Linked DNA regions of Sus scrofa: all the other regions are linked to region 1. A link is a contact called in public targeted proximity ligation data. All regions are on one chromosome and are shown on one strand. The core of a region is the stretch at or near the end of the contact, and the rest is flanking DNA. Distances in the headings are between cores, read along the strand shown. Region 1 overlaps MTSS1 (metastasis suppressor protein 1). Region 2 overlaps LOC106509966 (a long non-coding RNA gene). Region 3 has its middle 63 kb from the start of MTSS1.

What was found.
Region 2: a targeted proximity ligation map of alveolar macrophages shows a contact between it and region 1. A contact is called at or near these places in 2 of 2 datasets of targeted methods (alveolar macrophages and skeletal muscle).
Region 3: a targeted proximity ligation map of alveolar macrophages shows a contact between it and region 1. A contact is called at or near these places in 2 of 2 datasets of targeted methods (alveolar macrophages and skeletal muscle).

The regions. Positions count from the first base shown.
Region 1 is chr4:15,053,623-15,058,048 of Sscrofa11.1, reverse strand. The region is part of intron 3 of MTSS1 (metastasis suppressor protein 1); the gene reads right to left. Among named protein-coding and RNA genes, the nearest start is that of NDUFB9, 57 kb to the left of the region's middle.
Region 2 is chr4:14,800,441-14,804,866 of Sscrofa11.1, reverse strand. The region is part of intron 2 of LOC106509966 (a long non-coding RNA gene); the gene reads left to right. Among named protein-coding and RNA genes, the nearest start is that of ZNF572, 80 kb to the right of the region's middle.
Region 3 is chr4:14,867,645-14,872,070 of Sscrofa11.1, reverse strand. No RefSeq gene overlaps it. Among named protein-coding and RNA genes, the nearest start is that of MTSS1, 63 kb to the left of the region's middle.

The DNA.
Region 1 (4,426 bases), core at 1,144-3,643:
TTTCTTGCTGCTCGGCATCATCCCACACTTGCCCTAATGAGCTGAGAAGCCTGATGCCCCCTCAGGGGTCCTGCACTCACTGCCATTTCTGTTGTTCAGGAAAACACATCCAAGTTCTTCAATGCGCATTGGGGAGACGGCCGATTCCTGTCGGGGACACCGTCGTTTTCATTAAGGGTCAAAGAAGGCACTCAGGGTATTAAGAACATCAAACTAACAAACTGCTTCTTCTGGCTTCATCCGCGTTCTATTCTTATCCTTGGGCACGGAGAAGCAGACAGCTGGGAGAGTTGGTATTATTTGATGCCCTACATTTGTTTAACCACAGGCAAGGATGAGACAGGGAGAAATAACCAGTACCTGGCATTACGAGTTGCCATACAGACCGCCTGCCATTGATACCAGCCAGGGAAGTGAGCTCCATTCAGGAGACACTCATCATCCATAAATCGCTGACCAATGTCCAAATACCCTACGTTAGTCCTGAGCAGAGCTTCAAAACTATCCAAACATTTCTATCTGTGCTCTTTTAAATCACCAAAAGAGTCTTGCAACAAAGATATCATCTGATTTCAAGGAAACGAACCAATGAGAAACGTGAGTAGTAGTTTCAGCACTGGAAGGATCTGTCCCCTAAAGGTAGCTTAGTACAAAAGGGGAAAAAACTTAAAAAGATTTTCAAAAATAAACCCTGAAAGCTCCCCAGGACAAAGGAAGCATAACTTCCCTTCTGCCACAATGGCGAGCCTGACATGTTTCCATCCTCAAGGAAGAGAAAAACATGCAGAGTTTCCTGTGCAGAAGCTGTAGTAAGGGACAGTCCAGCTCATGTTCACGGGATGGCTGATCCTGCGCGGTCAGCAAACGCTGGGGAAGGTCGGCGACACGTTTCGGGGAAGATGTCCTTATGCCCACGCAAGGTGGAAGGTACTGCAAACTGTTGTTGGCCGACAATCTTCCAGCCAATCTCACATGCCCCCGCTTCTCCCACTTCACGACTTTTTGCAAAGCAGAAAAAACAAGAAAGAAAGAAAAAAACCAAAAAAACAAAAAAAAACACCCCCCACACAGTCCTACCACCATCTGGTGGCTTCAGACCAGCAAGCACGAGATTCTGGTGTGCACCGGACTGGCAGCCACAGAGACTGATATTCCTCTTTCTTTGTTGCTGTTTTAAAAGCCAAGCGAGAATGGTAATATGGAAACACAAAAACACGGACATGCACACAGTTCTAGGAAAATCCGTCGTAGGAGCAAAGGCATTCTGGTGGGGGACTCTCCCTGCCTTCATTACCGAGAGTATGGTGCCTGGTTGAAAAGGCGCTGCGGGGGGTCACCGGGGAAATGCTGCTGGCTCCCTGCCACCGTGCACTCCTGCTGTGCAGGGTCTGCCTCTGTTCCATGCACGGGCGCAGAAAGGTGCTCCCACTGGAGCCAGGCTGGAGCAACTTGGGGGCGCCAGGTCACAGCAGCAAAGCAGAGGGGGGCTGATGTGCAAAACCACATGTCAGTTTCTTAGCTTGTGAACCTGAACTGTCGGGCAGATAAGATGCTCACGGCTGCTGGTCTGCGCATTATCTCCCAGGCAGCTTTCAGGGCAGGCCAGATAAATCAGAAGGCAGCCTGATGACCAGGAAACCGAAGAGGGCGGCGCTTGTCTTAGGGATTAGAGTAAGGGCCTGAAGCCCCATCTCCCCCAAAGGGATGAGACCCCACTGTGAGCCCCTGAGGCTGCCTCTTTAGCTGCCCTCTCACTCTGCCTCTGCTGGTGACCAGACTAACCATGTGACCAACAGTTTATCCTTAAAACCTCCGGGGTCTAGAATCCGGTTGCCCTGTGTGTTGCTGGCCTAGCAACGACTCTATAAGGGGCTTCTGTACCTCCCTGAACTATGCCAGAATGTGCTGACTTTACCATCTCCCAGGAAGCAATCTTGCTACTTTCCAAGTTATTAAGACTAGCCACCACTTACTGAGTGCTGGTAAGCTAACAGGCTCTTGCAAGCACATTGTATTCAATTTTAAAAATCTCATTATACTCCCCATACAGGCATCATTATAAGGCAGGATTATTAGCTTCATTCTACAGATGAGGGCAAGGGGGCTCAAAGACGTCATCTGTCCAAGGTTGCACAGGAGAACCCAGGATTTGCATCCACAGCTGAGCCCAATGTTAGGACTTTTTTTTTTTTATTATGATTAAAGTATAGTTTGATTTACAATGTTGTGCCAATTTCTGCTTTATAGAAGCAGAAAAAAAAAATTCGGTTACCCAAACATCCGTGTGATCAGCCAGACTCAAACCACACTGCTGCCACTTCCTTGCTGGACTGTGTGTGGCCTGGCTGGTCTGCAGGCAAGGGCCTGGGATCAGGTGGGACGTGAACTGTCTCTGCATGCGTCACTTCCTGCCAACTTCCTGTGGCACCAGGATACTCTTTATTCATGCAGAGGACACTTCCCTAGTTGCCAGGAGAATCCTTCCCCAAATCACCCTTCCAGCTACTGACCCGACCTGGGAGGGACCACTATTACCAGAAATGGCCATCCCCTCTTCAGCTTAACTCGGCACCCCCTGGTTTTCTACAAACACTGTCGTCTCCTAAAACAGCACATCATGGGACATGTGCACATCTCTGGACATAGTAGGTGCTCAACAAACCTAAGTGGGACCTGGGAGACACGCCAAGCTTCGAGTTCTAGGCTTAGAACACTGGCTTTTCCCAGTTCTCTTAGGACATCTTCCTCTTCCTCACTCTTTTTCCCATCCCTACCCCTCACCCTACCTATCACTGCAATAAGGAACTGATCAGGAGAAGCTAAGATGTAAGATTCTAAGGGGGAACTGGTCACATGTAGATGGTGACCCCACCAGTGGCCTTGGAAACACAGCCAGAGTTCCATCTGGTAGCTAACTGCCTCGCCAAACTCATCTCAGGTCATGTAAACAGACTTCTTACCATCTTATTTCTTTCTATTTCTATCTCAAGGGGTTCTGCATCGATGTCTGGATGTGTTTTTTGTTTTTCTTTTTTGGCCACCCCATGGCATGTGGAGTTCCTAGGCCAGAAATTGAATCTGAGCTGCAGTGGTGACCTATAGCATAGATGTGGCAATGCCAGCTCCTTAATCCACTGTGCCGGGCCAGGGATCGAACCCCTGTCCTTACTGCTGCAGAGACATCACTGGTCTTCTTGTGCCACAGCAATAACTCCTGGATGGTTTCTGATCAAAGGGTAATTGAAACTCCAACCCTGGCCCAGCCAACAGCAGGCTGGCTCTTACAGAGAAAGTAGATCTAAGGCTCCAGCAGGTAGAAAAGCAGCCCAGTGACCAACCAAAGTGTCCTTGGGACCCTACCAGCCAGGCCAGCCCTATCCTCCTGCCCTCCATGCAGGGTGCCAACTGGTTCCCCCGTTGAGTCTCAAGGTCAAGAGCAATAATGTAGATCCAAAAACCGTTCCCTTCTCCACACAGGTCTTGGCAGGTGAAACCCAAGACGACCAGGTGTCCTGGACTTGGAGAGACGTAACTGCTCCTCCTGTTGCACCCCCATAGGACAATGGGGGGAGAGGCTTCTGCTGGGACAGGTGCCTGCTGATAACGCTTCCACACCCCTGGCCAGATGGCCTCCTGCCAGCAGTGAAATGGCAACTCTCGGTCCAGAGGAAAGAGAAGGCTTGGGAGCCTCCGAAGATGTTTGAGGGCAAAGTGGCTCAACGGAAGCTGAGGGTGGGTCACAAAGTGGCTCCTGGTTCCCACTGGCCTCGACCTCCCCCCACGTCTGGGACATTAAGAAGCTCTCTGTGCAGCAAGGTGAGCATGGAGCAGTCTTTCCCCTCTGCCTTGTGGAGAACTAGCAGCTCAGAGGGATGGGGTCACCGAGGAAAGGAGAGAAGGTGACAAGGAGGGCACCAGGCCGTCACCTCCCCGCTCCCAGGCATGAACACGTGTTGCCGCATTTGTGGCACTGTCCTGGGCTTATTACTTCTTGGGCCTCTGTCCTTCATGGACAGGTGACCTCCTGGTGGTCAGTGACAATGTCTGAGCCACCCCTGAATTCCTAATGTCTGGCAAGATGCCTGACCCACCTCTGACACATTTCCTGGTAGGGCATTCAGGGATCAAGAAGGACTCAACAGATATTTTGCTGATAAAGGAAACCAAAGAAGAAAACAAAAGTTTAATAATTGGATGATATATATCCTATTCTGAAGAGCTGAGCTAAGTCTGAACTCCCAGGAGACAGTGAGAAGAGGTTCTTTATGGGTCTTAGACTCACCCGTGGATCCACTCTGCTTCATGATATGAAAACAAAAGGGAAAAGGACTTCTCAACCCAAAAACTGTGAGCTCTGGGAGGCCTGCCTGGTTCCAGGTTCGATATCACCCAGGAAAAGAGCATGTCTAAATGCTAATTTGATAAA
Region 2 (4,426 bases), core at 822-3,321, 250 kb after region 1:
ATGTCTGTGTGTTTTCCTTTGTCAGGCATCCTATTTTTTTAAATTCTGTAGTGCAAATTTGGAAATGCTACTCAAATCATTATTTGAGTGAATCAGGGTAAAAACTAATGCATGCAGCTACACCCACTGCACATCTATGCAGGAGTTCAGCCCTCACCTTTCGTAAGTTATCACTGGGTCATCACCACGGGGGTGTCCTACATTTACCTCCATCACAATACATCCAAGCAGTACTTAGCATCTTTCCCCTAAATGATCTCCTTTACTTAAATTCCTCTTTCCACGAATAGCCTAACCACATGTGGATGATTGCAAAAAAAGCTAACAATCTTTCACCCCACCCCTGTATCCTCATCCTGCTGGTTTATCTTTCACAACTTCTTGACATCTAGTCAAACGAGTCATTCCATACTCTCCAAATATGCCATGTACGTTTCCGTCACCATGTCTTTGCTCATGTGATTTCTTCTGTCGGAAATGCCCCCCACCAACTCCCCACCTGTAGGAATGCTTCCCATGCCTTAAAGCTCATCTCAGCTGTCTTTCCTTGATAATGTCTGGCCCCATCAGCCAACAAAATGAGAGTATCCTGTGCTCGCAATCTCACTGATCACATTTGACTCAATTGACCTTGCATTTCGCCTTTCTCATATTTACTTTAGCTCCCCAACATTTAGAGAGCCCCTTAGGGAGCAAAGACCATGCCTTACTTTGCTTTTTTTGTTTGCAGCACCCAACTCTTTCAGGCACAGTTTTTTGTTTTGTTTTGTTTTTTGTCTTTTTGTCTTTTATAGGGCCACACCTGCGGCATATGGAGGTTCCCCGGCTCGGGGTCTAATAGGAGCTGTTGCTGCTGGCCTACACCACAGCTCACAGCAACACCAGATCCTCAACCCACTGAGCGAGGCCAGGGATCGAACCCACAACCTCATGGTTTCTCGTTGGATTTGTTAACCACTGAGCCATGACAGGAACTCCCAGGCACAGTTTTGAATTGCCCTGAGCCTGAAGTTCATCACAGGTGAGCTTGACTACTTATCGAATGGGAACAGTTGTATGCCTGGCTCCTCCCTCTCCATCACCTGTCACAGCGACAAACTCTTCAGGCACCTCCGCCAACATATCCTACACCTAGACTCTCTTCGCAAATTCTACTGCCTTGGTTCAGACCTCATCAACTCTCACAGGGACAATTACAAAAGCCCCCAATACTTCTTCCTGTCTTCAAGGCTGGTAACTCTAAAATATACATCCCTCCCTTGGCTTAACACTCTTCGGTGGCTTCCTCAGGGCAATGAGATAAAAGGCCAAGCTCCTTTCATGGTATAAAGGGTTCTACATAATCTAGCCTGGCCTGTTTTTCCTGTCTGGATACCTCTGAAGAGCTACACTTTTTCTGATCATGCATTCCTTTCCACCCTACTTAGAAAAATAAGCATTGATTATTTTTGTCTGCTGTGGTGAGCATTGATTGTTTTTGTCTGCTCATTCCTTCTCTCTTTCTTTGGGTACCATAGCCTACCCTCCTTAGAACCTAGGTGGCATGTGACCTATGCTGACCTGTTAGAGAACTCCATTCTCTTCCCAAGGACATAGTCCAGTGAGAACCTTTCTTGAGATTTTCTTCTTCTTTTTTCCTTTTTAGGGCTTCACTTGCTGCATATGGAAGTTCCCAGGCTAGGGGTCGAATCAGAGCTGCAGCTGCCGTCCTGTGCCACATTAGCAGCAATGTGGAGTCCAAGCCGTGTCTGGAACCTACACCACAGCTCATGGTAATGCAGGATCCTTAACCCACTGAGTGAGGCCAGGGATCCAACCTGCATCCTCATGGATACTAGTCGAGTTCTTAACTCACTGAGGCACCACGAGAACTCCCCCTTTCTTGAGATTTTCAATGCGGAATTGAATGAGACATTTAGAGCTCAGAGCGGCCCACATTTCTCCCTGTGAAAATCAAGGCATCAACTCGGAGAGACAAGTAGAAAGAAGGTTCTAGAAGCAAGTCCTCCACACGGCCCTGGACACCCTGGCTCTGGTTTCTAGGCTAATGCCAGGCTTGCTTGCTCACTTCTCCTTTCTCGTCCACGAGCCACCACATGAGCCTTCATTACATGTAAGCATTTGGTTAATCTTTCTCTGAAAAAGATTGTAAACTCCATGAGTGCAGGAACTATATTTATTTTCTTGGCCACTCTCTCTCCAGCACCTAGATTCATATTTATTACTTGTAGGGAAGGTCTGTGGAGGGGGGGCCGAGGGGTATTACAACCTAACAGGTGCATTCCCAGAGGGTCATTCAAGGTGGACTTCTCATGGACCGGTACTTGATTCTGTAGTAAAAGAAGGAACTGCTTCCTCCTCCTCTGAACTCTGTGTAGACAAGTTATCAGCTCAAGTTAAGATTTTCTTTCCGGTAGTGGACTGGAACTTTGCATTTCCAGCCACAACGGGCAGACATTATCTTGACAGTGTAATTTTTGAGGTGAGGGGATCTCACATTATTTCTGAGACCTGAGTTTAGTTCCTCAGGCTCCTTCTCCAGCTAGATACCAAGTTCTCAAGGGTAGGTATATATCCAAGAGAACTGAAAACATATGCCCATGTAAAAACTTCCACATGAATGTTCATAGTGCCTCTATTCATAACAGCCCCAAAGTGGAAACAGCCCAAATGTCCATGAACTAATGAGTGTATAGACAAAATGTGGTCTCTCCATGTAATATACCATGTGGTATTACTCAGCCATAAAAAGAATGAAGTGCTGGAATTCCCATCATGGCTCAGTGGTTAACGAACCCGACTAGTATCCATGAGGACTCGGGTTCAATCCCTGGCCTCTCTCAGTGGGTTAAGGATCCAGCATTGCCATGAGCTGTGGTGTAGGTCGCACATGCGGCTCATATCTGGCATTGCTGTGGCTGTGGCATAGGCTGATGGCTACAGCTCCAATTTGACCCCTAGCCTGGGAACTTCCATATGCCATGGGTGCAGCCCTAAAAAGACCAAAAAAAAAAAAAAAAAAAGTGCTAGCACATGGTACATGAATGAACTTCAAAAACATGATCCTAAGTGAAAGAAGCCAGTCACAAAGGACCATGTGTTATATGATATTATTTTTATCAAATGTCCAGCATGGACAAATCCATAAAGACAGAAAGTAGAATAGTGGCTGCCAGGGACTAAGAGGAGCAGAGATGAGGGGTGACTGTTAGGGTGTGGGGTTTCTCTTTGGGGTGATAAAAATGTTCTAGAATTAGATACCAGTAATGGTTACACAACCATGCAAGTACACAAAACCCCACAGAAGTGTATGTTGTAAAAGGCTGAACTATATTATATGTGAATTATGCCTGATTTTAAAAAAATTCTTGGAGTTCCTGTCATGGCACAGCGGAAACGTATCCAACTAGGAACCATGAGGTTGCAGGTTCGATCCTTGGCCTTGCTCAGTGGGTTAAGGATCCGGTGTTGCTGCGGCCCTGTTGTAGGCCGGTGGCTACAGCTCCAATTAGACCCCTAGCCTGGGAGCCTCCATATGTCAAGGGTGCGGCCCTAAAAAGACAAAAAAAAAAAAATCCTAAGGGTAAAAAGTCTAACACTTTATATATATATATATATTTTTTGAGATGCATCTTCTTTTTTATTACTCAAATGAATTTATCACATCTGTAGTTATATAATGATCATAACAATCCAATTTCACAGGATTTCCATCCCACAGCCCAAGCACATCCCCCCACCCTCCAAACTGTCTCCTCTGGAGACCATAAGTTTTTCAATGTCTGTGAGTCAGCATCTGTTCTGCAAAGAGGTTCAGTCTGTCCTTTTTTCAAATTCCGCATGCCAGTGAAAGCATTTGATGTTGGTGTCTCATTGTATGGCTAACTTCACTTTGTATGATAATTTCTAGGTCCATTCATGTTGCCAAAAATGCTGGTATTTTGTTCATTTTAATAGCCAATAATATTCCATTGTGTATATGTACCACATCTTCTTGATCCACTCCTATGTTGATGGACATTTAGGTTGTTTCCATGAGTTGGCTATTGCAAATAGTGCTGCAGTGAACATCAGAGTACATGTGTCTTTGCGAGTCATGGTTTTCTCTGGATAGATGCCCAGGAGTGGAATTGCTGGATCGAATGGTAGTTCTATTTTTAGTTTTCTGAGGAATCTCCATACTGTTTTCCACACTGGCTGCACCAATTTACAATCCCACCAACAGTGTACTAGGGTTCCTTTTTCTCCACAGCCTCTCCAGCACTTATTGTTTGTAGACTTTTTGATGATGGCCATTCTGGCTGGTGTAAAGTGGTACCTCATAGTGGTTTTGATTTGCATTTCTCTAATAATGAGTGATGTTGAACATCTTTTCATGTAACACTTTATATTTTTAATATCCCATATAGACTCTCTTATCATTTCC
Region 3 (4,426 bases), core at 1,086-3,585, 190 kb after region 1:
AACATAAGGAGGGTCTACGAGTGGCAAGAGTCAGGGAGGGAGGTGCAGAGACAGAGAGATGGTGGCTTGGCCCCGCCCTTCATGGGGCCCAAGAGGACCTGAGTGTCGCGTCGTTTTAAGGGGGTGCCTCCAGGGTCAGGAATCTTTGGCTTGAACCTGCTCTCTTTCTCTTTGTTAAGGTGATAATCTTGGACAGTAACGTGACCCCTCTGTGCCCAGCTTCCTTGTCTGCCTGCAGGTGCTAAACAACAAAACCCTCCCTTCCAGTCACCCTGTGTGCCCCTCTGTTCTATGATACCCTTGGGTGGGTGTGGCCTGGAGATACCTGCGTTCTCACCAATTCTACCTTTCAGGTGCTTTAGCGTTCCGGATAGTTCTTTAACTCCTTTAAACCTCACCTTAACATCTGTGAAATGAAAATGTACCATCTCATAGGGCTGTGTGTTGCTGATAAACACTTCACCAGCTGTGGACATGGGGGAAACACCTGATTTATAGCATTTGCTAATTGCTGTGGTACAAATACTCCCACCACAGCTGATTTTAAGTTATCAATGTAACATCTTCGAATGTGGGACTGGAAAGAGATGTGCGCCATCAAATATTTCCACTCTACAGATACAAGAGACATAATTTGAGCCTGGAGAACAGTTAAGGGTAAAATAAGTAGGAACTGATGAGTCTTTGGTTTTTAGCACATTCGTTGTTAATGTAAATTTGTGTAATTGTGAGTTAACACAATTTTGGGGGGCTGTGCCTGTGGCATGTGGAAGTTCCTGGGCCAGGGATTGAAGCTATGGCACAGCAGTGACCCAAGCTGCTGTATCAACAGTGCCAATCCTTAACCCACTGTGCCACAAGGGAACTCCATCAGTTAACATAACTTACCATTTAATAATTGTTGTGTTTAGTAATTGGATTGCAAAATTCTTGAAAATTTAACACTCAGCCCTCAAGAGCCAGCCTGAGCTGCCTTCTCATCCTTTTGATGAGCACCATTCAGCCCAGGCTTATGAGGGAACTTAGCACAATAAATGCTCAGTAAGTGCTCAATAAATGGTAGCTTTTGTGATTCTTGCCATTTCCTTTATTACACAATTTAACACTGTGGTGGAAAAATCAGGAAAAAACACATTCCAAAAGCACCTTTTGTGAATTAGGGGTCCCTTTGTTTAACGGAGCAACATAGACTTGAGCTTCAGGCAATGTAATTTACTCATAAAATCACTGTGTTTGGTATAAATACAGAACCGAGACCAAGAAAAGAACTGAAAAGTGTTGGGTTCAAAAGCTGATGAAAATTCAGATTTCCTGTGCGTTGCCTGTGACAGCTGGAAGTTGGAGACGGCTCCTCATGAGGGGCTGGAGAAGTAAGAGGAGAGATGCAGTTGGAAGCAGCGACCTGGAGCATTTATAGGAATGTAGGCTGTACAAACACAGTTGTGTGAAAGGAGTAAGAAACAGGGTGAGATCTGAAGATGGTAATGGTCCACGCATTAAACACCCAGGTACACACACACGTGCACACGAAGGAACATTCCAAGCAGGGAAGAGATTGGCACACACATATTGCATAACTGGAGGGTTGATACAAGGACTGTCGACAAAGGCGGGGGCAGTCTTAGGAAAAGTAATCCTCCACGGTGAAGTGCCCCGGAGCTAGGAACAGCCCTGTGCCTCACCATGCCCTTGACCTGAGGGGCCGAAAGAGCTGAGAGAGCTTCCTGGAGAAGACACCCCCTCAGGAGCCACGGGGTGTAGCCAACACCTGCTCGCGCCTGAAGCCCTTACTCCCCGGAGGAAAAGGGAACAAGTGCCCTGGCCTCTCCTCCTGCCACCTTCCAGCTCCCCTGATGGGGCTTTTCATTGGCCAAACCCACTGAGAAGCCAGAGGGCAAGCAAGCTGCTGATGCTCACCCTATGGACGAGTTGCCAGGGGCCGGGAGCTGGACCAAGAGAAATGGGGAGTGGATCTGGAGGTGCAAATGGAAGTCACCCAGTTCGACCTTCTAGGACTTGAATCAAACACATTAGGACGGATGTGAAAGGGGAGAGGGGAGAGGGAGTGAGGACTTGGCGTGTAAAGGAACATACGGAAACAGGAGCTTTTGGTCCTGATGTTGAGGATAACCGTGTCTTGAACGGAGGAATGTAATTAAATCAACTCTCGAGAGTTCCCACTGTGGCTCAGAAGTAACAAACCTGACTAGTATTCATGAGGATGTGGGTTCGACCCCTGGCCTTGCTCAGTGGGTTAAGGATCTGGCATTGCCACGAGCTGTGGTGGAGGTCGCAGAAGATGTGGCGTGGATTCTGCGTGGCTGTGGCTGTGGCTGACAGCTGCAGGTCTGATTCACCCCTAGCCTGGGAACTTCCACATGCCCCGGGTGTGGCCCTAAAAAGCAGAGAAAAAAATCAACTCTCAGCATGTGAAGTCTAAAAGAAAAAGTAAAAAAAAAAAAAAAAAAATACAATAAAAAAAGAAAAGAAAAAGCAAACCCGACATTTGGGGAAAGGTAGCAACCATACTACAGAAGCCTTTTCCCCTGGCGCTGTTTGTGTTGTACTCAGGGCCTCTCCCCGTGAACTCAGGGCTGGAGGGAGAACTGACTTCTTGTGTGAAAGAGTGGGTTGGTCACAGGAAGGGGCCCAGGGCGAGGACTCTATGATGGGAAACAAAAGCAGAAATGCGTGTGGGCAGGAGAATGGGTCTCGGGAGTATTTTTAAAATCTGTTTATCGAGAAAAAGGAAGAGAAGACATGGAGGCAATTAGGAAGGGATAGTATTTCTCTCGTAAAAAAGAAAATAAAAATACGTCCCAAGGAAAATGTCTGGCAGACAATACACCCAAATGCGAATAGTGGATGTTTCGGGGTGTGAATTATGAGTAGCTTTTTATTTGATTTGCTTTCCAGTATTTCCTGATTTTTTGTGAAGTAAACCTGAATTATTATATAATGAGAAAAGAGTTGAGTAACAAAGGTAATAATATCTTTGCATAACCTTCGTAGCTGAGAATTGGGATTGATGACATTTGAAAAGTGTCTCTGCTCACTTTCTCCTCCTTCCTGTTCTCCAGGTTCTGCCCCCGACTCACCTGCTCAGGGGAACAGAGTGATTCAGCCACCTGCAGTGCAAGGTCAGGGAGATGACCTGGGCTTGGTCAACAAGACGGTTCTCAATATGATTAAATTATAGCCACCTCTTGAGAACATTCTTTGCCTTCTAGCAAGAGGCTGAGCAGGGATCACAAAGTAATCCTGCTTAGGATTTGGTACTTGTATTAGTTTCCTAGGGCTGCCCTAACACGTTTCCACAAGCTGAGAGACTTACAACAAAAATGTGTTGCGAGTTCCCATCGTGGCTCAGTGGTTAAAGAATCCGACTAGGAACCATGAGGTTTCAGGTTCGATTCCTGGCCTCGCTCGGTGGGTTAAAGATCCGGGGTTGCCGTGAGCTGTGGTGTAGGTGGCTCGGATCCCGCTCAGACGTGGCTCGGATCCCGCGTTGCTGTGGCTCTGGCATAGGCCGGTGGCTACAGCTCTGATTAGACCCCTAGCCTGGGAACCTCCATATGCCGTGGGAGTGGCCCTAGAAAAGGCAAAAAGACAAAAAAAAAAAAAAAAAAAAAATGCATTGGCTCCTAGTTCAGGAGGCAAGAAGTCAGAGATCAAGGCAGAGTAGGTTCCTTGTGGGAGCTTTGAAGGAGAATCTGTTCCATGCTTTTCTCGCGACTTCTGGCAGCTGCTGGCGATCCTTGGCCTTCCTTGTTTGTAGCTGCACCAATCTCATCTCTCTGCCTCCATGTCACATGGCTTCTTCCCTGCGTGTCTATGTATTTCCAAGCTCTCCCTCTTCTTGTAGGGACACTGGTCGTTGGATTTAGGGCCCATCTTTATCCAATATGACCTAATTTAACTTGGTTATGCCTGTAAAGACCATATTTCCAAAGAAAGACCACAGTACAGAGAGCCGAGATTAGAGACATCAACGTATCTTTGGGGGGAACACAATTCAACCCAACACACAATGTTGCAATTTGCAAAAAACTGACAAATTGCTTTAAAAGAGAAAGTTCATACTTGGGAATTTTCCTAGTGAAATAATCAAGAATATTTTAAACCTTCTTATTGAAGTCTAATATAATACAGGGAAGTGCAGAAATCATGTGTTCAGCTCCATGAATTGTCACAAAACGACACACCCATCTAATCAGCACCTAGACCAGGAAGCAGAACGTGACCCACTGCAGAAGTCTCTCTCTTGTTCCCTCCCTGGATCCTCACCTCCAGCGCCTGCAACTGCATAGACGCAGTTGGCCTATTTTGGAACCTCACATCTGTGACATGATGCAGTCTCCTTTTTTGCATCTGCTTTCTTTCACTCACTGTTAATGTTTGTGAGACTCACTCATGGTATGGGCAG